7 separate regions of the Mus musculus genome follow, and regions 2, 3, 4, 5, 6 and 7 are each linked to region 1. A link is a contact called in public Hi-C and promoter capture Hi-C data. All regions are on one chromosome and are shown on one strand. Each heading gives the region's core, a stretch centred on a gene start, on an enhancer-like site or on the middle of the called end of the contact. The rest is flanking DNA. Distances are from core to core; before and after follow the strand shown.

Region 1 (3,723 bases), core at 771-3,270:
CCAGCTTGGGTTCCCCCATGCACACCCTCCGGGTCTTCTAGAGGTCTTAGCAGACCTGGGAGTTTCTAAGCGCGGGTTCTGCAAGGACTCCCCACAGCAGACAAACAGGCCAACACTTCCTTTCTCGCCAAGGCTGGTCGCCAAGTCACTGGCAACTCCTGCACACCTGGCTGCGAGGCTCTGGCTTGGTCCTGCTGCAGACCAGGGCCGAGTCATACTGCCTTACTCTGCAGACTGCCCCACACGCCTTCCAAACAGAAAGAATCGCCGACCTCAGAAGCTTCAAAGCCAAGAGATCGCTTCCTGCTTTCCCGGCCCTGCTCGAGGGAAGTTAATCTCACATGTATAAACTGATTTCCAAGGGAATAACGGTGAAGGAGGGAAGGCTGCGCGGAGACCGCCCCTGAGTTTTGCAGGATACTGAGCGTTGGGAGGAAAGTTGGGGGGGGGGGGCACTGGAAAGGTTGCGTTCAGGCGACCAGTGCCTCGCATCCATCATCCCAGGGCAGAGAAGCACCCAGAGTTCCGTAGGCAGGAGGCGAGGGTGGTTGGCCTCTTACATTTCTGCTTACCTGCACCCACGTCTGTCCTTTCAGAGATGTCCTGACTTCTTCACAAGAGGTCAGCTCCTAGCCAGGGATCTTGCCTCTTTGCTGCCTGCGGCCAGGACTAAGCAAGAGCCAGGCCCCCCCAACCCCCGGCCGTGCAGAAAAGACTCCACTGGAGACGCAAGTGAGCCGAGTGGGGGTGGGGACTACGGAGCACAATGAGGGCCCCTCGGAGTGCAGTTTGAAATTCCTCAAATCCCAGTTGCTGGAATGCGAGGCCAGGACGACTTCTTCACTCGAGGCCAAATGTGTTTGTCATTATTCCAGATCGCTCGTCCGCGCCGCCGCTGCCGCCGCTGCCTCCGTCGCTGGAGTGAGAGGCGCACGATCCCAGCGCACTGCGGATTCCGCCCGAGGCTTCTAGCACCCAAGTAATTCGCTCCAATCTCTCCGGAACCCTTGGAGCTGCGCCCCTCGCCCGCGCGCCCCTCTCACGGTGCTGCAGCCGCCACCGCCGCGCTCAAGTCTGGCCCCAGATGTTTCCAACAGCAGCGCCGTCCAGTAATTACGAGGGCTCGACTGGCGCCGAGTGTGCCCGGCCGGCATCCGAGGTCCGACCTCCTCCAGCCGAGCCCTTCACACCTCCCTTTTTTCTTAGCGCTTTCCCGCGCCCCACTCGGCGCCCCTTTCCCCTCCACACACACACTTCTCCTGGTGCGCCCCCTCCCCAAGCTTCGCGCCGCACCACCCGCTACAGCGTAGTCCCGCCAAACCGCGGGCGACGAATGAAAATACTCATTAAAAACCTGTCCTCTTCCGTGACCCACTGCCAAGAGGCCAAGCGCCGCGGCTTCCACCCCCCCAATGTTACTTGGTGTTCGTCCCAGTAAGCACGAACGCCACCCCCACCCTGGAGGAAAACCTCAAAAATGTAAGCCTAACAATTTCTTTGGAAGGCTATAGGATTGTGTAGGGAAAAAAAAAAAAACATTGCTTTTAAAAATAGGTCTGGATTTTTTTTCATTTTCTTTTTCTTTTTCTTTTTTTTTTTTTATCTTTGACTCTCTAATGGTTACCCCCCCACACCCCCCATTCCAGTGAAGTTTATTCAGAATAAGTTACTTTCTGGACACACCACTGAACTCAGCTGTTTTGTTTTTGTTTTCCTCGTTGCCCAAAATTTGAAGTTACTTAGCTTCTTGCAGCCCCAAGTTATGATCAGGGACCTTCTTGAGAAACAAAAGTCACTTTTTCCTCTCCCTTACCTTCTCCTTCTATGTCAATTTGCAAAGAAAATCCGATACCCGGAGTGAAAAGTAAGCCCCAAGCTTCCAGTCCTTCCCCGCAGCTCCTCCGTTTGTTTCTCTCCCTCAAGCTCCAACAGTAATGGGCTCAAAACCCGCATTTTGTAATTGATTCAATGTTATAGTCCGTCCTCCAAAAACTAATCATTTGCTTAAAGTAAATAGCTGTCAGGAAATGAAGTCCCCCCCCCCCTTGGTCTCTTCAAAATAAAAGTTTCCCTAGGACTCCTTGCTCTCTGACTCTCTCAGGCTCAAGACCTCTTCTTTGCTTTTTGCTCTTATGCAATCAGGGGGGCCAGTCCCAACCCCCAGACTTCAACAACAACGAGGAGGGGGGAGCAAACCAGATGGGGTGGGGTGGGGGGCCGAAGGGGGAGGTGTTGACGTTCTGCCGGGAAAGAGGTTTCAGGAAACTACAAACAGCCATCATTTCCAAAATGAGTTGACTTCCCAATTTGGGGGTGGGGGTGCTATTGTTTTGTATTCTCTTCGAAAAGAAAATACACGTAAAATTGCTGCTCATTTCTAAAACGAATATAAATCTAGAATTCAAATTATCCTTTCTATAGACAGTCTGGGCCTCGCTAGAAATATGGCCCTGGGGAGAAATTCTAACGCGGCTGCGTCGTTTTGAACTGGGGGTCTTAAGGGAAAGTGCCGTGTAGTTGCTAATCCTTTAATGGGATTAGGAAACTGTGGAGTCTAATAGGAAGATGATGGGTTTTTGAAAGGCTGGATTGTGAGGCGGTGTGCAAATAACGGTTGCTCGGCGTACCTTTGGGATGTTCTCCGGAAGAAGGAAAGAACGACCTTTATCCCTTCGGAGCCACTTATCTGGTCCTGCCTTTGTTTTCGGGGGTTATCTGGTCCTCGCTTCTTCTATCTTCATATGAAAACGCTCAGGCTAGGCGTGACTACCAAATGCCTGCCCTCTGCATCTTGATGGCAGAAGGATTTTTATCCTCCTAAATTCCACCCTTCCGAGTGGGTCGCACGCGACGTACCCTAGGAAAGCTTTCAGGACGTTTGAGCCACAAACCAGGGAACCCAAGACACCCAGCGAGAGACAGTTGGGACACGGCGATCCTGCTGGCGAGGGAAAGGGGGCGCTGACACTCCAGGAACCAAACCTGGGCGAAGCGGGACTTCCCGGAGCGGGTGGGGGAAGGGAGGGCCTTCGACTTGCGCTCTATTTTTGAATGCTTTTGGTGTGTGTGTGTGGGGGGGGGGGTGTGAGAAGTCCTCTATCTCCACCACCACCACCACCACCACCACCACCACCACCACCACCACCACCACCTCCATCTCACACATCAAAATTAAAATGGACAAGGTGACCAGGTTGATAACAAAACGTCGAATAACCATCGGTTATTTCACCACTATAGTGGACCTGAGGCTCTGGCGTAAATCACAGAGGTTTCCCCGAAATGCCGAGTGCTGTCCCTAAATGGGACAGGACCGACCGTGGGGATATCAGGCTCGGGAAGAGGATGCCTGGAGCTGGGCTGAGAGCCCCAATTCTCCTCCGCCCTTCTGCACGCCCGCCTCTGGTGTATCTTCAGCTCGGGTGACTGCCCTGCTCACTATTACTTCCACATGTTCCTTCAGGAAACCGTTGAAGGCGAAATGTATGAACAGCCCCTTGTTCGGAATGCTAGCAGGATACCGTAATGTTTGTAGATAATGAACAGGATGGTAAGGTCTGCGAACAGGCTTGCACACACACACACACACACACACACACACACACGGAGCGAGGGGTTGGGGGGGCTTTCATCTGTTGTTAAAAGCAAGTCAAGATTTAGGTTTTTGTAGCAGGTACCCAAGGAGGGGGTGAGTTTGGGGCTGAGCGTCTGCAGAGGAGAGCC
Region 2 (3,723 bases), core at 856-3,355, 1.7 Mb after region 1:
CTGAGTTTCATGTATTTTTCACTGCATCTCAAAAGCGTTTTAGGACTGTTTTTTGTTTGAAGAAGAAAGTCAAGGTTTTTCTTAGGTCCAAACAGCATACTCAATCCAATAATTACCATTATGGTCCCTGTTGAGAGGGGGGGGGGGTGGGGAACATGGCTCAGTGGTAAGGTATTTCCTTAGCATGCATGAGGCCCTAGGTTCAATCATCAGTATCCTAAAAATTAATTATTTAAAAAGTGGGGAGATTGGGGTTGAAAAGACCCAGTGGCTAAGGCCACTTAGTGCTTTTGCAGAGGATAATATTGAGAAATGTAGCTGGTACTCAGCTGCAAGACATGCTCAGTGGTCTACAGTGGCAGGGATGTCACAGGAGTAACCAACCACTTCTTTTTTTTTCTTCCGGTTAGAAACACTCACAAACATGAAACCTATGTCTGATACTGAGGCCAAGAACGTGAAACTAGACAGGTCACAGGCCCTAGGAGAAAACCTACTTCTATTATTCCGCCAAATGGTCATAGCAATAAGATAATTTCTAGTGACATACTGCTCTATCCATACATAGATCAGTGCCTCACTCAACCCTCATCACAGAAGCTTCTTCTTAGATGTTAATTAACAGAAGATGTTAATTAACACAGAGAACCACAACTGGACAATGTACAGAAAATGAGACTTTATAGTGCTTAGCCCTAAAAGGGATGTCCTATACCACACTCGTCTCCCCTCAAGGCTCAGGAGCTATGCAGAAGAGGGGATAGAAATATTGTAACAGGCTGACTCCAAGGAAAAAGTCCCTTCCCAGACTCGATAGGAGTGACACAGAGACTGTGACAGCATGCACAAGACCTTCACAGGTTCAAAGCAGATGAAATGCCAGCACAGGGACAGGGAAGTAGTCACAAAGTCCCACCACTAATCAAGAAGCCACTTGCCGCATGTCTGCAGGGAGAGGGTAAATCAGATTTTCTCAATGGAATGACACTGGGTATTATCAACCACACTCCAAGGCAGGCCACATGCTTAGGAGTGGTTGGCTAACATAAATCTGACTCCATGCCTTTTTGAGCACTTTTTGTTTGTCTTTTTTTATTATTATGTTTGTTTCCATATAGAGAAAAAAAAAAGTGGAGTTGGGTAGGTGGTGGAGAGGAGAAGGAAGCTTTCAGAGGAGCTGGGGAAAGGGAAAGAATATAACCAACATATGTTGTATGAAATTCTCAAAGAACAAGTAAAGACATTTTGTAGAAACCTACTCAAAATTACCAACTTTCCCTGCCCTGTAACCATGCCTCTTCCACTAAAGAAGGTCCTCATTTGCACGAAACTGAAATAAAGCCCAATTCCCCAATTCTAGGCGTAGTGAGAATGAGCTAGCCTAGCTCATCATTCACAGAGCTCCAACGCAACAAAGGCAAGCACAGCACAGCTCTTACTTACTCCTGTCAGCACCCTGAGCAAGCTGGAATAAGAAAAAAGCAGGACTCGGGAGAGAGCAGAGCCCGACAGAGTAGACCCACCTGAAAGAAACCACAGAATTACAAAGTTTGTAAAGCTAGGCACCTGCTGCAGAGAAAATGTGAGAAACTGGGCATAAAGTTCCACCCCTTACCGAAGCTGATTCTAACTGATATCTACTGGGAGCAGGAGAAATCAATTTTCCTCAATAGAGTGACGCTCTGTATCAGCCACACTCGGGGTAGGTCGCATGTCCAGGCCAATACAAATCGGACCCCATGTTTTTTAACGGTTGGTTGGTTGGTTTTAATAAAGAGAAATAACGTGAAGTTGAGTGGGTAGGGAGGTGGAGAAGGATCTAGGAGGAATTGGGGTGTGGCTGGCTATACGCTCCTCTAAGAGCTGCAGCCGAGAATGGAAATAGGGAATTCTCAAAGGCTTATCCTCAAAGATCCTGTCTCACTTAGCGGGGAATCTTCCAGAGCAGCCTGTCCTGGCAGAGGTCTAGATTGGTTATGATGAGATGCAGTGACTGGGAGATCTGTAGTGGGAGCCACGCCTCTCCCGTCGTGTACGCATGCCCTGGAAATGTCCTAAGGGTTCGTTTACTGTTTTACCTATGAATGGTCCCTCCCCACATCCCAGCAAAGTTCCGGGTAGGGAGGAACTCCCTGCTTTTCAGCTCCAGCACCTGGTACTGTGCCAGGAGCATAGTGCGTGCACAGTGAATGATTTTATGAGAATAAATGGACGAGTATAAAACTGGAAGTGTGGACAAGCCAGAACTGCTGATAGGGATCAGCACGAAGTCTCCCCTCTCTCTAAGGTTCTACTGCTGAAGGACTTGCTGTTCTTTACTTCCATATCAAAGAGGTGGGCAGTTCTAATGGCTCACATCTATACGCCCAGCACTTTGGATGCCAAAGCAGGAGAATCTGCATAAGTTCAAGGGCAGCCTGATCAACAGAGTGAACTCCAGGCCAGCCTAGGCTACAAAGTAAGACTCTGTCACAAAAGGAAGAAAGACAGGGAGGTATTGACAGGGTTGATTTTCTAAATACCTGCTATAAATCAGTAATTTTCTTTTTTTTTCAGAAAAAAATCACTTTTAACACATTAATTATTATAACATTTATTATGTAATAATTAAACAATATAATAAATTATATTTACTATATAATAAATATGTAATTATATATAAAATAAATAAAATATGTAACAAATTATATATTTATATAAAGGAAATTAAAATAAAATAGGAATCATACCTAGTTAAATGAATCATTTAACATATTAATTTTAGTAATTAATTATAATTAAATAACATATTAATTAATGTGAAATAAGTTTATGAACATTGAATTTTGGTGAGTTTCTAACACTAATGTTTATACACAAGCTTTACTATGGTTTAGACATTTTTTTTCTCAACTAGTTCATTTTATTTGCTTGTTTATTTGAGGCACAGTCTTACTGTGTAGCCCTAGCCATGCTGGAACTCAACATAAAAACTGAGCCAGACTAGAACTCACAGAGATCCACCTGCCTCTGCCTCCAAAAGGATGGGATTAAATGCTTGCACTATTCAGTTTAACAGCAAGGCAAGTAAATATTGTTGAAGTGTACTTAATTGGAGCAGCACCCCAGTTTTGACATCCTTCTGAGCTTTCTTTACCTAAAGTCTATCTAACCAAGAACATGGAATGTCCTTGTCCTTGTACCTCTTTCCAGCCATCACAGGAGACACTGGGTCCTGGCCAGTGTTAGAGAACTCGGGTCCTGGCCAGTGTTAGAGAACTTGGGTCTTGGCCAGTGTTAGAGAACTCGGGTCTTGGCCAGTGTTAGAGAACCTGGGTCTTGGCCAGTGTTAGAGAACCTGGGTCAGTTTCTTTAACTGGACCTGTTAGTGTGTACTCACCCAAAAGCACATCAGATCTTTCTCTAGCGTAGACACCTCCGGGAACAAACTTAAACGCTGTGCACCAGGCACAGAAAAATGTTTGTAAAACATAAAGGATCATGCCAGTGGCCATGGCTTCTCCGGAGTTTTTCCCTGAGTTCACAAGATGGCCAAGTACTTGAGGCCACATAGACCCCGTAAAGACTGCCAGGACACATCCAGAAACAGCAGCTGCCCATGTGCGCAGGTAGAGGAGACCCATGGCCGAAGCTGCTCCTGTTTGAAAGAAACAAAGCAAAAAACTGGGAGAGGATGTGCCAGGCAAGAGAAGAGCAGAGCTCCTGGCATGCCCAGTTCATGGC
Region 3 (3,723 bases), core at 430-2,929, 1.7 Mb after region 1:
TTTCCCTCTGCGGTGGACACTGTCCCAAGGAACCCAGGCATCTCCCGGGAGAGAATGCATTGAGTCTCCGCGGCATAAAGCACGAGTTAGTCAAGCAAGGAGGGTCCAAGGGGCGCGCTGAATTCTGGGACTCGTTTCCACAGTTACCCACGTGCACCCAATCCAACCGCGGCCCAGGGCGGCTGGGACTACAAGACCCAGAATTCCACGAGACTGCCTTTCCCTTTACACCGGCTCGGGGAGCCAGACCCTAAAGGAAACCCCTAAAGCACCCTCCCGGTGCTTCGGGCGGAGGTAGCTTCTCGCACGCGCGTTGCTATGCCTCCAAAGCGGCCCTCCGTACAAGGTAACAGGTCTTGACGCATCAGCCTCTACACCTGATGGCCAGAAATTAGAGAACTGCGTCACACACTGCCAAACCTACGGACCGCCGGGGACCCCGACAACCTCTTACGCCAATTCCTCCACCCCGCTTCCAGGACCCCTGCGGGTCGAGTCAGCTCGCAGACAGCGGCCTCCCGGTCCTGTAACCCCAGCCCGCGCTGACCTCGCTCCCCGTTGCTCGCCGAACGCGGAGGCTACTGCCAGCCTCGGGACACCTCCCGGGTACCCGGCCCCGCCCCCTCTCCTCAGTGCACCCCGAGGCTCAATGGTGGTCCCCTCCTAGGCTGGAACCGGGCCTCTCCAGGGAGGAGGCGCCTCCCCCAATGGACAGTCCAACGCTCCCCACCCCGCCCCAAGAGCACCGTACCCGAAGATGACAGCCCTCCCAGTCCCCGCTTCTCCCCACCTACTCTTCCTCCTAACTCACTCCGCACACCCTCCCCGACCCCTGTCCCAGCCCCCAAACTGCACAGCAGTCCTATCCGCCATCCACTCCTCCGGGGACCGCCTGTCCCAACACCTGCCCCCCAAGCCCTCTCCCCACTCCCGACCGCCGTCCCGCACACCGGACTCCACAACTCTCCCATCCCACCGCGGCGTCTCCCACTCCATGGCCCCCGTTACATCACCCCCCATCCCCTCACCGGCCCGGCCGCTGCCCCAGCTCCCCACCCATTGTTCCCGCCCCCGCCCCCAGCCCTCCTTCCCATTGTCCCCGCCCCCTCTCCCCTCGCACTCCCCCGCCTTCCCCGGTAGACCGTACGGCTCGGGCCCCGCAAGCCTCACCCTGTACTCGGACCGCAGGCCCTCTCCCTGCCCGCTCGTACCACCCCCGACCCCAGCTGCCAGCGCCCGCCGCCGTCTCCACCTCCGTGCACCACCGACTCTCGGCCCCCGGCCTTCCAGAATGTCCCCCCTCCCCCAACCGCGGAAAGCCAGCCAGTCCCCACCCCCTCCCCGCCGCCCCTGCCCCCGCCCCAGCCGCCCGCAGCGTCACGGCCCTCGGACTCCAGGAGGGGTTCAACCCGCTCCCGGGCCAGGGACTCCAGCGCGATCGGAACCGGAGAAGTGGAGAAGGGAGCGCAGGAGCGGACGCGGTGTGCGGGCCCGCTGGCTCTGTGCTACTCACTGACAGCTGCAGCATCCGAGTGCATTTTCGGGCAGCTCACACCCGCCTGCCGCCCGGGCTCCCGCGCTCCACTCGCGGTCCCCCTACCGACTCCCCAAACCTTAGCTCGCAACAGAGGACCGCCGGCTTCTTCTCCGGCCCGCCCATCCCGCCCTTCTCATTGGCTAGACCCCAGCCGGGGGACCGCCCCTCTTCGGCTCTCATTTGACCGAAGAAGTGCTGGTTGCGCCGCCTGCAGCTGGCAAGGAGGCCCCGCCCCCTAGACTGCAACGTGATTGGCCCCGGCGTCTCGCCTCCGACCGCCCCTGGTGGAGGCCACTGTTCGGAGCCGCAGGTTGGACCCAACGGCTGTCAGTCATTCAGGGGTCCGAAAGCGCGTGGAGGGGCGAGACTGGGGAATTGGTCCACCTTGACCCTGAAGCCCCGCCCTGTGGCGGGCGGATCCTGGAGCGGGAGACCAACCGAGAGCCCAGCCGAGAACCTGGGTTAAGCATCCGAAACAAAGCAGCCTGAGGGACCTAGAGCCAAGCTCCAGCCCACAGGGACTGGTGTTCCCTGGGAGGCCATCGGCCAGATCCCGCTACTGCCCGCGCCCGGGTCCCGCCGGTTCTCCTCAATCGTTTCCCATTGCGGAAAATTAGAAGAAGAAAAATATCTCCGCTTTCCTCCCCTTTATGCCACAACCTTTCTGTCCTCAACTTTGGAAATGCGCCTCTTTTTCAGAGTCAATTATTCAGAGTCATGCGTTACTTGCGCCAAAGGTTTCGAATGCTTCAGGCATTGAACGTCAGACACCTCTGCGGTCCCCAGACAGCGAGAGAAAAACCTAGTGCCACATTAGGCTCTGGGGTCAGCCTGACACCAAGATAAGCCAGGTCCCCTGACTATAAAAGTCTAAGAAACATAAGTCGAACCTGGCCAAACCGCTGTTTAGCAGAGGGAAGCGTTAATGGGGTTGTGATTGTTAAGTGTCCTAAATACTGCTTTTGTTGTTTCTTGGAGTTTTTCAGTACTTGAAAACCAGTTCTCCACAATCACAGGTAATGCAATAACGCTGAGATGTGCGAGGGTGGGCGCCCCGCCCCCACCGCAAACACACACTCCATGTCCAAACCTCGCTTGCCCCAACCACAGCCTGGACAGCCTGTAGATTCCGCCACACGCACTGGATGATATGACCAAAGATAACAAAGGGGTCCTGCGTTAGGATTCTGAATTCTACAGCCCAGGCTCTTGAGTTGTAGAGTTCTGAAATCCGGACAAATGTTACAAGCGCAAAACAGCTTACAGTCCTTGTTATCTACATCACTGTGTTTGTTACTGTGATATGTTCCATCTCATCGCCCTCTATTTCTCTGTAATTAAATTGAATCCCAATAACGCAATCTTTCATATTTGTCATTCAAATGCATATGATTCACTTCATCAAATTGCAAAATATCAGAATTGCATCTGAAGACAAGAACTCTTCATAGAGCATTCTTTTGGGTCTCCTTAACAGGACAGAGTCTTAGCCAAGTCTCATAAACAAAGGAAGGTACTTGTAGGCTCCTGGGTTGGGAGCTTCTATATTTTTTTAAGTGCTTATTCTGGGCAAAGTCTTTTTGTGTTCATTATTCTGTTCCTGATTTCAGCCTAATATAGTAAGAACTACAGTTTATTCGTGTTTCTGAGACTTTCTTATGTATAATATTTGTTGTGTTTGAGTTTTGTTTCCCATATTATTTTGCACAGAAAAGAGGTTTACTTCTTGGTACTTGTAAATTAAAATAAGCCCGTGATTTATATTAGTTATTAATCTGCTATATTGATTTATCTGCAGCAAACTTTATGGTTGTGAGACTATTAAACCTAAAGGACCTGCTGCCAGTTCGCTTTCTCCCTGCTCTCAGCACTTCCTTGACACATAGTATCCAGGAAAAATAAATAAATAAATAAACAGAATTCTAACCTATGCTGGTTCTCAGCTGTTTCCACTAGGTTCAGTCTGACCAGTTTCAAGTAAAATACAGATTTACCCAGATCGGGGTAGGGGGATAGTGTGTAGGTTCCAAATAGTGGCCTCCACCAAGGACAGTCAGAGGCAAGGTGTCAGGGCCAATCACAGTCCGCTAGAGCTAGAGAACTGAGAGGAAGTACTCTTTCTTAGTCGGCTGAGCCTCACTACTGCACAAGTCTCATGAATAATAAAACAACTAAACGATGCTCTG
Region 4 (3,723 bases), core at 889-3,388, 1.5 Mb after region 1:
CAGGTAAAAAAACAAGCATGTGTGCTACTCTAGTTAAAATGCCAATGCTAGAAAAACATGACCAATCACTGTCAGACTTTAAACTCTCTTGAGCCAGTTCTAAGATGTCATTCAATAGACAGACCAGCTTGGTCTGCTTGTCATGTGGGAGTACCTGAATGAGTTATAGAGAAGCTGGCATACTTTTCCCTAAACCCTGGGGAAGCTCAGTGGAAAGGGGGGAAGCTAGGCCTCAGTAGGTCCTGCTGTCCAGAGGTTGTTCCTCCTGTGTCCCATACCAGCATCACCCTTTAGAAGAATTCTGTGTGTGCCTAGAAATTAATATACACGAGAATAAAGGGTGCTAACTGGAAAGATGACGCAGGTCATTTTAGCTAGGTATAAAACCTTGATCTCTGCTCCTCACCTCAGTCTCATTTTAATTAATTACAGCCCTCAAGCCAGTTGATTCTTAGTACAGTTTATACTTGATTTAAAAGGAATTTCTTGGTATTACTAAGAAACATGGGATTGGGGATGAAGAATAATGCATAGCTCCAAAGCAGACAGTAGGGAGGCACCATGGGCCTAGCTACAGAGAAGGATGTTGGTACTCTGTCATGGTCACTTAGAACTGTGTGGGTAAAAAATGAGCACATAAAACAATTCGTGTTCACTGTTGTCACAATTCTGTCAAATGAAAAAATGAAATACCTTATAGACTGTGAACTCAGGCTAAGGTGAGAGTTGACTGGAGACCAGACACTAAGTGCAGATTTTAGATGTAAAGAAAGAGAGCAATTTATACCTCTGGATATATTCAAGTATTGTTTAATAACTAAATAATGCTCAGAAAAATCACGCTTGGAATTCTCATGTCCATGCTCAGTGTATTTTTAAATTGTACATTTGTTTCATGTTCTATTTAAATTTGTTTTGAGAATTTCTTTAAATAAATATTTTTACTAAATCCACAGAACCCTATATTACAAAGTATTATTTACTGAATACAATTCATGAGAAAAAAGTGTATTTTTACGTCTGTGGGAAACACTTGTGTTTTGATACATCTCCATTGAGCACTTTGAAGTTTGAGCATATCCTGCTGCTCTGTAAAGCGCGTGGTTACTAGGTATGCTATTTTAGACTGCATTTTGGGTAGACCCTCTGACACACTGACCTGAAAGCAGAGAAGCGGAGCTTGGTGCACAGTGAAGCGGCACTGTTAAATCTGGCCACCAGGGGGCGTATGCCTTCTCATGTGTTCATTTCTTCGGTTTTGAACATAGCACACTGAGAGGACTTACTGCAGCGCTGGGGAAGGTAGGTGCAGGAAGGACCCAGGGAGGAAAGCAAACACACATTTAACAGACAGTATTCGAGAGGTGAATATCAATGCAAAGAGATAGAAATAAAAAGAAGACCCCTTCCAGACTGTCCAGTGAGAGGTTGGGGGGTGGGGGATACACAACACAAAGCAGGAGCTACCTGCCGACTCGGCAACCTTTTAAAATATTCTTCGGTGGCAATCTTCTTGCACTGTGACAGAAGCAAAATAAACTTTGTGTGATAGTTTTGGTGATGAAAGGTAGAATTTCTACCTGTTTTTGATGAGTGGTTTGTGTTTTCTTGTTTGTTTGTTTTTTGCTTTTTTAAAGGAGTTAAAAACTTGTTTTTAACTTGATGAAGAGGAGACCACTAAAGTGCTGCTCATGGTAATCTTTTGAACGACATCAAGAGGGGCAAAGTTTACAAGTTATGCCACACAAAAATATACCTATGTATTTCAGATTGATGACCTCTGTTTACAATAAAGCTCTGTGAACTTGGCGGTCAGTTTCTTCGTGACTTTATTAATGAGCATCTACATTAGCACAAACACACAGATTCTAAATATGGCTGGAGACTGGAGCATCAAGACCTGCTTATGCGACCTCTCTGCAGGCAGAGGTAGAGAGCCGCCCAATCTCAGTTTAGATTCTCACCTTCTGGGCCTTAGAAGAAGGCTTCTCTCCGAGTGGCCGAGGAAAGGGTGTGGACTCAGTAAGGGAGGAGCCCAGAGATGAAAGGGTTGGGCTGGCTGCAGAGCTGGGTAAGGTGGGCGGAGTCTCAAGGGCACAGATTTAAAATCCTCCCCTGGCTGGATCAGCTGGAGACAGACCAGTTAGAAACTACCTAAGGACCCTCAGGTAGGCCCCCGGAGCAGCGTCCTGCCCTTCCTGGGCCTCATTTCCGGAAGGGCTTCTATCCACTGTTTCCCCTTTCTTTTTCCAATTTCTTAGAGAAGAATTCATCTTTTCTCTACTTCCGTTTTTCCTGTTACCTTCTCGGTCTCACTCCGACTACACGTTCTCCAGTTATTTCTACTTCCTCACACTTCAACCCAAACGAGTCTCAAAAGTCAATTTCTACTTAATTACCTGTACTTTCCTCTGGAGTTCTCCCGTTTGTGGGGTTTGGTGGTGGTGGTGGTGGTGGTGGGTGGTTTGGGCTTTTGGGTTTTTGTTTTGTTTGTTTGTTTTCTGGGTTTTGTTTTGTTTTGTTTGTTTTTTGTTTTTGGTTTTTGGTTTTTTGGTTTTTACCTCACATAGACATTTGTATGTAATATAATGCTTCTTTTCATCTCAGACATAAAATTATACTAATCTGCCTGTTTTTAGTGCAAATCTATTCACGTATCAATCTCTTCACCTCGAAAAAGGCCAGACTATAAAAACCTTTCATTTATATTCCATTTTAAAAATGTATGTTTGAACCCCATTTTTTTCTTCAGAGTTGAAAGAATGTGCATAAGTATGATCGCTGTAATTTTTTTGCTACTATTACATTAGCTTGACGTCCAGTTGTATGCACAATGATTGCAGCGTTGGCATCAAAATAAATCTCTCTCTGACCAAGAAAATGAATTCAGCTTTTGGTATTGCGTAAGGGGCATACTATAATTTACTCCTTGCCGTAGGTAGGGCACCTTTGCAGTTTATGTACCTAAATTTAGATGCCCTCTGAGAGATGGGAGAGTTGACCTTGCATGAAACAAAAGTTTAGAAGTTGCAGTGAGAATGTCCTTCATTCTGTGCATTCATTCATGCAGAAAGCATAGCCAGTGACAGGCTCCAGAGCCTTAACTCTAGGAGGCACACGGGGGGGGGGGTGGGGGGGGGGCTACTTGCTCTCCTTTCCCTTTTGTGCTAACAATGTGTGATGGCATTGACATTCTGTCAAGCTGAGTGGAATTGAATGCATTCACTCAGTAGTTACTGAAAATATCGGGAAAGCAAAGGCGAAGAAAGCATTGGCTACTGTGAGAAAGGCAGGCTCAGACCCTACAAATTGAGATGAGACTTGACGGATGTGCACTCTTCAGACCGTAGAGGGGAGTGGCATTGACCGTGGGTTAGAGGCAGACGCAAAACTCATTTTACTGTGAGGTAGACACATGCATCCCTAGCCCAGGCCACGGCTTGCCGTTGCCCTGCAAGGGCCTCATCAAGGTAGCTGTGGTATAGAAAGTTCTGAATGCCTACCTTGGGAATTTGGACTATAGGCAATTAAAGAAACACTTAAAATTTTCGAAGGAGAAAAAAATGCATATGGAAAATAATATTGGGGGTAGAATGATCCCTGGAATTACCTATGATGCAGAGGAGAGTGGGCAGGAGGGCAGGAAGCTCAGCAGAGCTATTCTAGTATTTCAGACGTGACAGTGAGACCAGGCAGGAATGGGTGATTTGTGGCTGAGAAAAA
Region 5 (3,723 bases), core at 501-3,000, 1.3 Mb after region 1:
TACACAAACTTGTTAAACTTGGGAGTAAGGCTAACATAGCTAAAGTTTCTATCATCTATCTATCTATCTATCTATCTATGTGTGTGTGAATATATATACAGTATGTACATAAAATATATGTATATAAATATATAAGTATGTGATATATATGTATATATACACATATATGTGTGTGTATATATACACGTATATGTGTATATATATATATATATATATATATATATATATATATATATATACACACATATCTTAGCTTCTTACTGGGAACTTAACAGTGCTTCCCACCAAAATATCTGGTCACATCTAATTTTTTCTGCCTGCCATTTCATGATTTTTCCATCTCTCCTCTGGGTCTCCTGTTAGTATCCCATTGCTCAGTATCATTGTAAAAGCTCTGGAACTGAGAATTGTCTTAGGCAGGGTTCTATTGCTCTGAAGAGACACTGTGACCACCGCAACTCTTATGAAGGAGAACATTTAATTAATTGGGGCTGACTTACAGCTCGAGAGGTTTAGTCCATTGTCATCATGGTGGGGGGCATTGGTGGCACACAGGAGAGTGGCTAAGAGTTCTCCATCCAGATTTGCATGCAGCAGGAAGAGAAGACACTGGGCCTGGCTTGAGTCTTTGAAACTCAAAGCCCACCCCAAGTGACACACTTCCTCCATCTAGGCCATATATCCTAATAGTGCCACTCTCTGGTGACCAGCATCAAATCTAGGAGCCTAAAGGGGACATTTCTACTCAAACCACTACAGTAACCTTATAAAGAGATACATCTACTTAGTTCACAATTCTAGAATTTCAAGGGCCCAGATCTCAGGATTGTCACCTTGCTGGCAGAGTCCTAAGGAAGCCCAGGGCAGAGCATGCCCAACACAAGGGAGTGCATATCTATTACTGTCTGTCTCTTCTGGTCTCACCTCCCCTCTATAGAAAGGCACCAGTAATGCTGATGTTCTATTCTCTTCCCAAAGAACCCTTCCCAACAGGTAGCTGGAATAAGTCACCGCCCTTGTAATTATTAGGCAATATCTATAATGGAGAAATGTCAACACACCAAGCCTTGATGGGCACATGCAAACCATATCCACACCACAACATCCCCCCTTTCCATTTTATCTCTCTAGAACATTCCTTTTTCCCATTGAGGTCTTCATAGTTTTATTGTGAACACTTAATATGCTATTCAAGATTTCTCTGTAAGTTCAGTTTTTGATAGTTTGTAGTTATGGATTTATGATTTATTTAATCAGTCTCTTATGAGATATTTTATTCATTTCTATTCACTCTTTATAATGATCAACACTACATTGAAAACGCTAATAAACAACCCCACAGTCAAGCCTGTATATGAAATATACAATCAGAAAAAGACACTTTGTATCTCTTTCCTACTTCCTACTGTTGCAACAAACTAAACAAACAGGGATCAAGTAAAGCATAAGGAAAACAAGGACATTCTAGAATGTCACTTTAAACAGGGAGCTTCAATTGTTGTAAATTAAAACAAAACAAAACAAAACAGAACCACCTCATTTGGGGTGTGGTGGTAAGCTAAGCACCTTTCCAGTAGTCAGACCTGAAATGATTTAACAGCCCGGGCAACAGGGCAAGACCTTATCGATAAGACAGATACTCCTTCAGGTCATCTAACCTTGCTGGCTTCTCTGAGTCAGAGCAGGAAGAATTAGAACAGCACCAGGATGACATGTGTTTGTCCTTTCGTAGACCAAGAGAGACAGTCACTGCCAAAACCTCACGAATGCTGCAACTTGGAAGGCGTCCAGCTTCCTTTGGAACCCCAGTAGTCCCCAGACTGCAGGTCAGCAGCCTGACAAAGTGGAGCCTCTGGTCTCAACTCTGTGTACCAGCAGGGGTCAGGTGACCTGGAGCTGCTTTGGAGAAGTAAATTATTTTTGTTTGGTGGGAAGCAAGAGTGTAGGGGTGAGGAGATATTGCCCTAAATATGATATGATCCAGCTGTCCAAACATGGGTGACTCAGCTCGGCCTCTCACCCGGCTGCACATCCAGATGTTTGCCCTCACACAGCCATGATGATCTGTCCTTCTATTGAGTGCAACTTGTACTAATTGTGTTTGTCAAAGACTTACATTTGGTTTTAATTAGGGGCCATCTAGTTTGATTCAGTCAGTCCCACCCCTGAGTTTTAGTACTGGACACAGCCCACATTATTAAGAAACTTTAAGTCCCAACTGACCTATGTCTTGCTATTATGAGCACTGAGGTTTCTATTCCATCTCAGTTCAAATAAAAGAAACTTTAAGACTACAGTAATTATTTGAATTGGTTACCAGTATCTATCTGTTAGAATTCAAATAACTCTTTAACATCTATACATCCTCCAACTACTGAATTCTCAGGATGGCAATGGGTTCTTAATATTTATTTATCTTTGTTCTCAGAAGTCTCCGACAATTACATTTCATGGTTAGACCGGCTTTCAAATTCTGACCAGATGTGTGGTCTTGCCTGGGTCACCAATAATGTCTCTGAATTTAATTTCCTCATTTGAAATTTAGAGGATTAGAAGATGTTATTGTGAAGATTAAATATCGTAGACTATTTAAAAATACTCACCAGCATATTTGCTGGGTAGCATATATGCAAATATACAGGAGTTCTTTCTGTTCTCTCTTTACAAAGTCTTTGGTAGAGTCTGATTTAGGAATCTCATGTCTGGTCTGACCTCTAGGAGAGTGAGTTAGCTTTTCAACAGCTTCAGTGTCCTGCATTTTTTAGGTTATCCTTTTTTCCCTCCTGAGAGACAAAGCAAGAACAGCGCAGGAAACCCAGGTAAGCAGAGAGGAAGCAAGAACTGTTCTCTGTGAGTCACTTTCTACAGCATTGCCCCATCATCTGAGTTAATGCTCTGACAACCCAAAGCAATCTGAATTTCTCAAGGCCATCAGCAAGACGTGCCAGGAGAGCAGAGTCGCAGAAAGTCAAGTACACAGGCCAGCTAACTGCCTGATATGCTCTGCTGTGAACTCAGTGTGTTTCTCCAGAATTCATGGCCTGAAGCTGTGATTCCAGTATATGAAGGTTAGCTTCCTAAGGAAGTCATACTCAGGACATAAGGACAACCTATTCATCATTAAAAGTAAATAGCCTGTCTGATTAATTACAGTTATTCTCCCAGACCTTTCAAAACTGTGACCCATTCTTGGAGAGAAGACAAAATGAAGTTTCTTCATCTATAAAGTTGAAGCCAAGTCAAAGAAAGATGGAGACACCCAAGCAAGATGTCCTCCCAGTCTAGGTACATCTGCAAGCAGCTTATTCTCTTCTATCCCCATCTCCTTCAGTGCCTACACATGCCCCGCCTTCCCTTTAGTTTCCTCCTCACAGTTAAATGCTCTGCTCCATTCAGGTTTGCTGCCTCACGTGCTCCTTAATCACCCAACACCCATCCCTTACTTCAGCTCCTGATGTTTTAGTATATATAGACTGAGACAAATTTAAGACTGCATTAGGAAGAGGCAATAAATATCTAGGGCACAGATCCGAGGAACATGGGTAGGGCTGGTTTTCCAATGCAAGAGTGCCTCAGCATTCTGAGTGATGACCCCACAGCAGAGGGACCTTCCCCAGTTGGTTTCCTGGACCTTCTTTGAGCCAGGCAGAAGCCATGCCTGGTCTTTACATAGTTCCCTATAGTTTCTACTTACTGTGGTAATCATAGTCTACGTCTGAGAGC
Region 6 (3,723 bases), core at 458-2,957, 1.2 Mb after region 1:
GGCATTGCTAGATACCGAGGTTCTCATGGTAGATGAGACGGAGTGGACCGAGTTCACAGTGCTTACGACTCATCAGAGCAGTCCATCACTTCTCGGAAAATATATCTGAGTGCTCTGGGTGGGTGACTTCCAAGACGGGTCCAAACGAGCCCTACTTCCTTGTAGTAACATTTCTGTATAATTCTCCTCTGTGGAAGGGTTGGTCAGGACATCAGAAGGACAATCATAGACTGTGAACCACAAAACAGTACATAAGCACAAGACACAGATCTTTGCTTCCTTAGGGCAATTGCTGTGAGGGGATGGTCTCATATCTGAGCAGTGCATGGTTCACTGGGGAGGTAAAAGAAAACTATTCTGTGGACCTGCTGGTGACGAGTCCCTGTCCTAAATCTATCTGGGGGGCACCCATCCAACAGGTTTCTCGTTATCATGTAGAAATTTTTTTTTGAGACAGGGTCTCACTATGCCACTAGCCCTGGCTGTCCTAGAACGTATGTAGACCAGGCTGGCCTCACACTTATAGAAACCCCTTGACTCTACTTTCTGAGTGTTGGGATCATAGGCATGTACTACCACCAGTCAGAAGTAACCTTTCTGATATCATCCAGAGGTGTAGGAGCCATGTGCCAGGAATCAAGATATGTATTTTCCATTTTATCAAAATTGCTTTATGGCTCTATTGTGAAAGAGGGAGCTAGGCCATCAGCATAGAACTATGCATTTGGGCCTGACATTTCCACAGTATCAGAATTCATCCAACACGAGACGATTCATGATCTATATCAGTTTCTCAGTCCTTACTTCACAGAACAGCCATGGCTTTGCTTGGTGTCATGGCATGGTCATCAAAAGTTCTCTAGTAAACTTCAAACTTAACTGTTAACATCTTAACGAACAACTGTCTCAACATTCAAGTCATGTGCCAGCCTTCAGATATTTATGGTAGGCCATAGAAAGTGGGGAAAGATTACAGAGCAACTAGGATTTGAAAATGCAACACATACCCATCATCGCAGCACAAGCAAGGCCAGAGGCAGGAGAATCAGTTCAAAGCCAGCCAGGGCTACACAGGGACATTGCAGGAAATATTGGAAAAAAAAAAAAAAACAAAAAACAAAATAAAACAAAAAACCAACCAAACAAAAAAACCCACGAACTGGCAGGTTCTCCTACTAGTGCAGGCAACCCTCTGCCCTGGCAGCCTGGCTAGACTGTTCACTGGCCGGCAATGGCTGACTTGTTATTTCATGAAGACTCTGACTCAGTGTTCCAAAACCTCTCTACTCAGCAGGTCGCTACCATACCAAACCCATGCTTCAAATCCCCTACAGCCTTTGTGGTCCACCTCAGGCAAACCCATGCTTTGCTGCCATACCTTTCTCTCTTGAACCCAGACGAGCCGCCTCGTGAAGGAAAACACAACACAAACTTAGTTCAAAAACGACGGAAACTCAATCGCTGGACACAACAACTAAAATGCTAAGCTTGTAAGCCTTATTAAATCTAAATCCTCCAGTGGCTACTCCTGGCAGATCCACCATTGAAACTTTTGAGACACTCGGAGCTACATCTTGTCCTCTGGTTACATCTTGTACTCATGGTATCCCCATCCAAAAAGGACCTAACTCTCTCCTGCTTCCTCTCTTCCCCTCTCCAACCAGGAAGTCCCGCCTACTCACCCAGTGATTGGCTCCTTTATTCATTAGGGGATTGGATCACAAGAAGTCACCTGAGCATGACTCACTCCTTGTCGGTAGCCCTTCCCAGGAGAGAGGAATTAGCATCAAAATACAAACAGCACAGAGCCAGCCATGACACAGGGGGAACATTGTTGGGGAAAAAAAAAAGTCAAGGATTCAGGAAATAACTCAGTGGCAGAGTACTTGCCTAGTATGGGCAAGGCCTTGGGTTTGATTTCCATCATTGGGAAAAATGAAACAATGTAAAGAGAGCCAAGGTGATTGGACTTTGGATCAATACAGTGATGCAGATCTGCCAGGGGAAAGTGCCCATACAGTGCCAAAAATATCAGTGGCAGGGACATTAAGATGATATAGACTAGGATTATCTGTCGAGGTGATAGGCCCAGTGTCTCACACAACCTCCGGTCTCCCTCTTTGTATGAATCTTAGGTGAAAGGTCACATGTTAGCTTGTGAGGTGGCTTGAATATGCTTGTCCCAGTGAGTGGAAATATTAGAAAGTGTGCCCTTGTTGGAGTAGGTGTGGCCTTGTTGGAGGAAGTGTTTTATTGTAGGGGTGAGACCATTCTTCTAACCACGTCTTCTCCTAGAGGCCTTCAGATGAAGACATAGAACTCTCAGTTCCTCCTGCACCATGCCTGCCTGGATGCTGTCATGCTTCCCCCTTGATGATAATGGACTGAACCTCTGAACCTGTAAGCCAATCCCCATTAAATGTTGTCCGTATAAGAGTTGCCTTGGTCATAGTGTCTGTTCACAGCAGTAAAACTCTAACTAGGACAGCTTGCCTGATGTATTTGGTCCTTCAAAGTTTGGGCATAGCATTTTGCACTGCCCGAGGTATAAGGTCCTGGGAGGGCTGCTTTGCACAGGAAATGTATAATTAAGACGATGTACCCCAAGAAGATTTCCTGGGCCTTGGGGACACATGTAAGGGATCTGAGGTTCTTTTGTCCTTTGGTGATTATCCATAAGTAACAAAACATCTTCCTGTGCCTTGGGTGGTGTTCTGTCTCCCCAGACTAAGATAAAATTGTAATAAGGCCACAGAGAGCCCATGTCACAATCTCTTTGTTCATTCAAGAAAAGGTTTCCTTGGCAACATCTGGCAGCATCCTTTTAAGATGTGTATGGATGTTTTGTTTACATGGATGTCTGTGAATCGCAAGTGTGCCTGATGCCTGTGGAGGCCAGAACAGAGTATCAGGTCCCATAGAACTGGAGTCATACATCATTGGGAGGCAAGCTTTGGATCCTGGGGATTGAAACAAGGTCTTCTGGAAGAGCAGGCTGTCTGTGCTCTTAACTATTGACCCCATCTCCCCCCAGCACACACAACATTCTTAAAGCTGAACATAGTAAGAAGGCAAGGGTTGCCTCAATCTTTTTCATTTGTTATTTATTTCATTCATCCCACAAATACATGTCAAAAAGTCACCATATACCAGGGCCTGTTATACAGTAGTGAGCAACACATTCCGTTCTCATAGAATGTGGTTTTCTGTGAAAGGAAATGGAAAACACACGGACAACATCACTTCAGGAGTGATGTAACACACTCGAGGAAACCAAATCTCTGATAAAAGTCATCCTCAAAACATCTCCTTTGTTTCCTGATGTCTCAGCCATACTATTACAATCTCTAGACTCCTAGAATTTGGCCTATAACCCTCTTTTCATGCCACAATGTTCATGTCTCTAACCTGCCATAAATGAGAACGTCTATACTTCTGTTTTGCCGTCAAAGTCTTAAATTACTGGTTCGTTGTTACAGAAGAGACACACACCCAAATTTAAATAGACAATGATGTTCCCAGGCAATGAAGTGGGTCGAGGGTCAGGCACCAGGCTGAAGTGATCTGACAAATAGCCTATCGTGTTAATCCCCATGGATATTGAAAAGACTGCTGCCATTAAGGAAATTGTTAGTTTAGATTTCTACTGATGTGATGAAACACCATGGTCAAAAACAACATGGGGAGGAGGGGGTTTATTTACCCAGCATGTCCGAAGTCACA
Region 7 (3,723 bases), core at 364-2,863, 1.2 Mb before region 1:
CCATTAAAGGGGGCAAAGGTCATTTTGATATATATATATATATATATATGTATATATATTATATATGTATATAGTGTGTATACACACACTAGAGGAACTATAATAGAAAAAGAGAATGAATAAAGCCAAAACATTTGACCCAGGGAAAGCATTCAAATTCATTTGGCTGCAACCTATTTACCAGCCTCAGTACCCTTACCTCCTGCCCCTTTTTTACTACCAGTGATCAAGACACTAACTTGTAGATGGCAGAAAAGCTCTTATTGGTTTTAAGCAATAAAACAAACACATTCACGAGTTTATTGATTACTTTAACTGAACTTTCCAAAGGAATCTAGCCCACATCGATTTCAGCGCTCATGCATCTAGGCTATATCACCATGTTTTAATCTGTTTTCTGGTTTTTCCCTTCGTGGTGCCTGCTCTTTCATTAGTCACACAAGAAAAGATTATTTTCTTTCAGTATCAGGTTCACTGGGAAACAATCTTCTTGGCAGTAATTGCCAGCCTGAGACAGAGAACCCAAGGTTTCCTCCTCCACAGTGTCCTGCCTGGACCACAAGGACAGAGTGGAGAATGGGTGGGTTCAAAGGACGTGAACCTAAGCGAGCAGCAGATGGATTAGGACAGCAGAAACTGTGCCTTTCGATGGCGAAACGGTACAAAGACTGCCAAGGAAAGATTCTCCTGGCAGGGTTCTGGCTACGTAGCCAGGAATTTGAGGATTCTCCTCCTAGTTCACATTGCTGGGGGGGGGGGGGGGGGATCGCAGCTAATTCCTAGTTTTGAAGTTGGTTTTTTTTTTTTTTCTTTCCTGAATATACACCAAGAACTTAATTCTTATTGAGACAAACATTACCTTGTAGACAGGATTTTTGGAGCTAAAGAGTATAGGTTTATTTATTGCCTTCTGTTTGCTGTACGAGTTGATTTTTAAAAGAAATTGCTATGAATTAGCTTCTTTCCCAGTAATTCGGGTGCAGTAGCTAAGAAACCAGTGTAAACTAGGGTCCTGGTTCATCCGTAGCGCCATGCTCATCTTTTGCAGTGCCTCCTGCCTTTTCATAAAAGGAGCAAACACATCCCGACCTTTTGCTTCCCTGGCTACAGCCGAGGTCACTTGGGTCGTCCAGGTCCATCTCGGGGAGCAGCCAGCCTAGCGTGTCTCTAGGAGCCGGGAAACCGAGTCCCAGGCATCCCACGAACCTCCAGGAGAGGAAACCGAGCACTGGGCTGGAGAAGTCTAACTTGGCGTAGGCCAAGCTCTCTGCTTTCCCGGGGACAGAGGCACCATTCCAGGCGGCGGCTCCCACTGGTTGGGAGCGCCGCATCCCGGGGAACCGCGAGCCGCCCAGGGCGCTGCGGGCGGCCGCACCCTCCGCTAGGCCCCGCCTCCCGGCCTGCGAAGGGAAGGGGGCCTCGGGGCATCCCGGCTTCCCTCGGCGGCCGTGGAACGAGCTCACGCCGGCCTGCAAGAGTGGGATTTCCTCGGGTGCCCGGGATCCCCAGGCGCGGCTTCGGGGCTGCCTAACGGGGAAAGTCGCATGCGCGCCCGGCGCGCTGAGGGAAGGCGGCCGCGAGGGGAGGGGCGAGTGCAGAGCCTGGCCGGCCGCGGAGCCCCGCGCCCACGACGCATGCGCCGGGAGGCAGCGCAATCACGGACTCGGCTGGCGGCTACCGGCTGGAGAGAGGAAACCCCGGACGGCGAGAGCGCGAAGGAAATCTGGCCGCCGCCGCGCACGCGCTCCCGGTGAGTGCGCCCCACCGGGTGGGCCTCGGCCCGGCGCGCGGCGGGCGGCTGGCCTGGGTGGCGCATGCGTGCTCCCGGGTTCCGTGGAGGAGGGGAAGGCCGGGAGGGGGAGGAGCGCGGCGGTAGCGGTGAATTTTGAGGGGTGGGTCGGGGGCGCGCACTCGCCGCCCCTGGTGCTGCCGGCTCCCGGAGCCGTGGCGTGTCCCGGCTGTCGCCGCTCGGCTGTCGCGAGCCGCCGCGGGCAGAGTCCCGGGCGGGGGAGGGAGGAAGCCGGAGCCTCAGGCACGGTGAGGACGCGGGAGGGCGCGGGGGGCAGTGTGTGGGACCGGGGCAGGGAACAGGGCGCGGGGCGCCAAGGGGGTGCGGGCCAGGCCGGGAGGCAGGAGCTGCGGCCGGGGTCCGGGGACGCGGAGAGCGCGGAGCTCTGGAGAGTCGCGCTCAGCCGGGCCTGCGCCAAGTGTCCCGGGGCCGCTGGGGGTTACCTGCAGGGCAGGGGGGCGCGGTGGGTCCCGCGGGCCCCGGGGGTTCCGGGGCCGCGTCGCGCTTGAGACTGGGCGCGGGGTTAGCGCGGGGCAGGCCGAGTCGGCCGCCGAGAGCGCTCGCGCCCGGGACCCGCTAGGCCTTGTGACCCACTTTATTCCTGTCACCACTCGGGCACGTTTGGAGCGGCGCCCAATGGGGCGCTGGGGCGGCCAGCTCCTCCGCGGAGCCCCCGCCCTCGCGGCGGCCGGCGCGCGCCGGGATCCGCAGTCCGAGCGGCGGCCGCCGCCGCCCAGGGCTGGTTCCGTTAATGGTCCTGGTTCCGGGGCTCGGGCCGCGGGCTGCTCTGGGCCCCGGGTGTCCGACTCGAGTCGCGTGCGCCGCGCCGGGCCGCGCTCTGCCTGTGGGGCTGGCCGTCCTGGATGTGGTCCTGGCTGTCCCGGTACCGGGAGTAGCGCCACGAAGTTTGTATCTTTGTGGGGTGTTTTCTGCCGCTGTGGAAGTCCGAGGTAGTCAGCAGAATCCTGAAAGATGAAGGAAGAGCTTTGGCCTCTGACCTGACAGATGACAGATCAGGCCGTGGTGTTTTGATATTGCAATGCCGAACCACACACTGCATGAAGCCTTTCTAGATGCTTTAAAAACAACAGACTCTGGTGTTTTCTATTGCAGTGAAAGAAAAGCACAAGAAGAAACTTTTACAGGCGTTGTTGATTGGACTAGGGCAACGATTCCCAAAATCACCAGCAAGGTAATTTCCCTTGATTGCATTGTTGTAGTTTTAAAAGCGACTAGAGAAAATTACAGACCATCCCCATTCATATCTGATTGAAAAAAAATGAATAGGCTGTAACTTAATTCGTGACTGTCTCTGAGTCCCACAGAACACTTGAAATCTGGTTTGTTTTAAAATCTTAGGAGAAAGAAACATGTGCCTAGGTTAGCTTGAAGAACTGGCAGGATCACCTGTGAAAAAAAGGACACAAAAAATTGTCATATAGTGAAAGAAAGCTGAATTGTGTCCTGTTGTATGTGTAACTATATATAATCTATATGTCCATATTTGTGCGTGTGTGTGTGTGTGTGTGTGTATATATATATATGTGTGTGTGTGTGTGTGTGTGTGTACACATATAGACTACATATAGCCTGTGTTGCTCGTCAATATGAGGAAGTCCTAGAATAAATACTAGAAAACCAATAGTTATGGGAAAGGGTGGAAAATGAAATGCTTTATGTGCTTATAGTCTTATTCTTTTAATGTTTTATGGATTTATAAACAGGTTTTATAGGGAATTTTGATCATTCTCTATTTTTTTCTCTTAATATTTGAAAAGTAAACTGGAGAAAGTTTAGGTGAACTTGATTGTTGTTTACATTTTACGATGCTGAAATCACAGGCAAATTCAAAACTTGCTAACCCTTGATGACTGCATTTGGCGTTAAAGTTGGAATGCGCTTCTTTGGTAGTATAGTGCCTCCTTTTTATATTT

The links. Promoter capture Hi-C pulls out the DNA fragments that hold promoters and counts their contacts. A called contact is a pair of places that touch in the nucleus more often than the background predicts.
Region 2: a promoter capture Hi-C map of embryonic stem cells shows a contact between it and region 1, with 4 times the contacts expected there. The contact joins the enhancer-like site here to the promoter of Pdgfra in region 1. A contact is called at or near these places in 4 of 39 promoter capture datasets (embryonic stem cells, hippocampal neurons and liver), 1 of 484 Hi-C or Micro-C datasets (myocytes), 2 of 115 datasets of contacts at active chromatin or transcription factors (embryonic forebrain and pancreatic cancer cells) and 1 of 9 other capture datasets (pancreatic islet).
Region 3: a contact with region 1 is called in a promoter capture Hi-C map of hippocampal neurons, with 11 times the contacts expected there. The contact joins the promoter of Dcun1d4 here to the promoter of Pdgfra in region 1. A contact is called at or near these places in 4 of 39 promoter capture datasets (3T3-L1-derived adipocytes, embryonic stem cells, hippocampal neurons and 1 more), 1 of 484 Hi-C or Micro-C datasets (embryonic stem cells) and 3 of 115 datasets of contacts at active chromatin or transcription factors (astrocytes, embryonic midbrain and forebrain).
Region 4: a contact with region 1 is called in a promoter capture Hi-C map of liver, with 4 times the contacts expected there. The contact joins the promoter of Lrrc66 here to the promoter of Pdgfra in region 1. A contact is called at or near these places in 7 of 39 promoter capture datasets (the C10 cell line, embryonic stem cells, hippocampal neurons and 2 more), 1 of 15 datasets of contacts at CTCF or cohesin (pro-B cells), 13 of 484 Hi-C or Micro-C datasets (B cells, the N1E-115 cell line, cardiomyocytes and 7 more), 5 of 115 datasets of contacts at active chromatin or transcription factors (embryonic forebrain, embryonic stem cells and pancreatic cancer cells) and 1 of 9 other capture datasets (liver).
Region 5: a Hi-C map of uterus shows a contact between it and region 1. The contact joins the enhancer-like site here to the promoter of Pdgfra in region 1. A contact is called at or near these places in 12 of 39 promoter capture datasets (the 3T3-L1 cell line, 3T3-L1-derived adipocytes, the HPC-7 cell line and 8 more), 3 of 484 Hi-C or Micro-C datasets (embryonic fibroblasts, embryonic stem cells and uterus), 7 of 115 datasets of contacts at active chromatin or transcription factors (bone marrow-derived macrophages, craniofacial prominence, embryonic forebrain and 3 more) and 2 of 9 other capture datasets (adipose tissue and liver).
Region 6: a contact with region 1 is called in a promoter capture Hi-C map of embryonic stem cells, with 6 times the contacts expected there. The contact joins the enhancer-like site here to the promoter of Pdgfra in region 1. A contact is called at or near these places in 10 of 39 promoter capture datasets (the 3T3-L1 cell line, 3T3-L1-derived adipocytes, the C10 cell line and 5 more), 3 of 15 datasets of contacts at CTCF or cohesin (embryonic stem cells, large pre-B cells and pro-B cells), 4 of 484 Hi-C or Micro-C datasets (cardiomyocytes, cerebellum, embryonic stem cells and 1 more), 9 of 115 datasets of contacts at active chromatin or transcription factors (astrocytes, craniofacial prominence, embryonic forebrain and 5 more) and 4 of 9 other capture datasets (adipose tissue, liver, macrophages and 1 more).
Region 7: a promoter capture Hi-C map of hematopoietic stem and progenitor cells shows a contact between it and region 1, with 4 times the contacts expected there. The contact joins the promoter of Clock here to the promoter of Pdgfra in region 1. A contact is called at or near these places in 1 of 39 promoter capture datasets (hematopoietic stem and progenitor cells) and 1 of 9 other capture datasets (adipose tissue).

Annotation. Positions count from the first base shown.
Region 1 is chr5:75,150,548-75,154,270 of GRCm38.p6, reverse strand. It overlaps Pdgfra (platelet derived growth factor receptor, alpha polypeptide), which reads right to left and starts at 2,020. Exons shown (of 23, transcript NM_011058.3): 1 at 1,814-2,020.
Region 2 is chr5:73,417,858-73,421,580 of GRCm38.p6, reverse strand. It overlaps Cwh43 (cell wall biogenesis 43 C-terminal homolog), which reads right to left. Exons shown (of 16, transcript NM_181323.2): 7 at 3,380-3,637; 8 at 2-127. Among named protein-coding and RNA genes, the nearest start is that of Cwh43, 14 kb to the right of the region's middle. Within about 2 kb of position 2,105, at least 16 of the 459 cell types and tissues checked have an H3K27ac peak or open chromatin away from gene starts, as enhancers often do. A contact at or near this core is called in embryonic stem cells, where this site is marked.
Region 3 is chr5:73,488,982-73,492,704 of GRCm38.p6, reverse strand. Dcun1d4 (DCN1, defective in cullin neddylation 1, domain containing 4 (S. cerevisiae)) reads right to left here and starts at 1,679. Exons shown (of 11, transcript NM_178896.5): 1 at 1,514-1,679. The coding sequence starts at 1,538.
Region 4 is chr5:73,630,836-73,634,558 of GRCm38.p6, reverse strand. It overlaps Lrrc66 (leucine rich repeat containing 66), which reads left to right and starts at 2,138. Exons shown (of 5, transcript NM_153568.1): 1 at 2,138-2,168. It overlaps Sgcb (sarcoglycan, beta (dystrophin-associated glycoprotein)), which reads left to right. Exons shown (of 6, transcript NM_011890.5): 6 at 1-1,810.
Region 5 is chr5:73,880,323-73,884,045 of GRCm38.p6, reverse strand. No RefSeq gene overlaps it. Among named protein-coding and RNA genes, the nearest start is that of 1700019F05Rik, 31 kb to the left of the region's middle. Within about 2 kb of position 1,750, at least 28 of the 459 cell types and tissues checked have an H3K27ac peak or open chromatin away from gene starts, as enhancers often do. A contact at or near this core is called in adipose tissue, craniofacial prominence and uterus, where this site is marked.
Region 6 is chr5:73,944,280-73,948,002 of GRCm38.p6, reverse strand. No RefSeq gene overlaps it. Among named protein-coding and RNA genes, the nearest start is that of 1700019F05Rik, 33 kb to the right of the region's middle. Within about 2 kb of position 1,707, at least 22 of the 459 cell types and tissues checked have an H3K27ac peak or open chromatin away from gene starts, as enhancers often do. A contact at or near this core is called in embryonic stem cells, where this site is marked.
Region 7 is chr5:76,302,682-76,306,404 of GRCm38.p6, reverse strand. It overlaps Clock (circadian locomotor output cycles kaput), which reads left to right and starts at 1,613. Exons shown (of 23, transcript NM_001289826.1): 1 at 1,613-1,750; 2 at 2,903-2,981. It overlaps Gm7467 (predicted gene 7467), which reads right to left and starts at 1,529. Exons shown (of 1, transcript NR_152171.1): 1 at 878-1,529.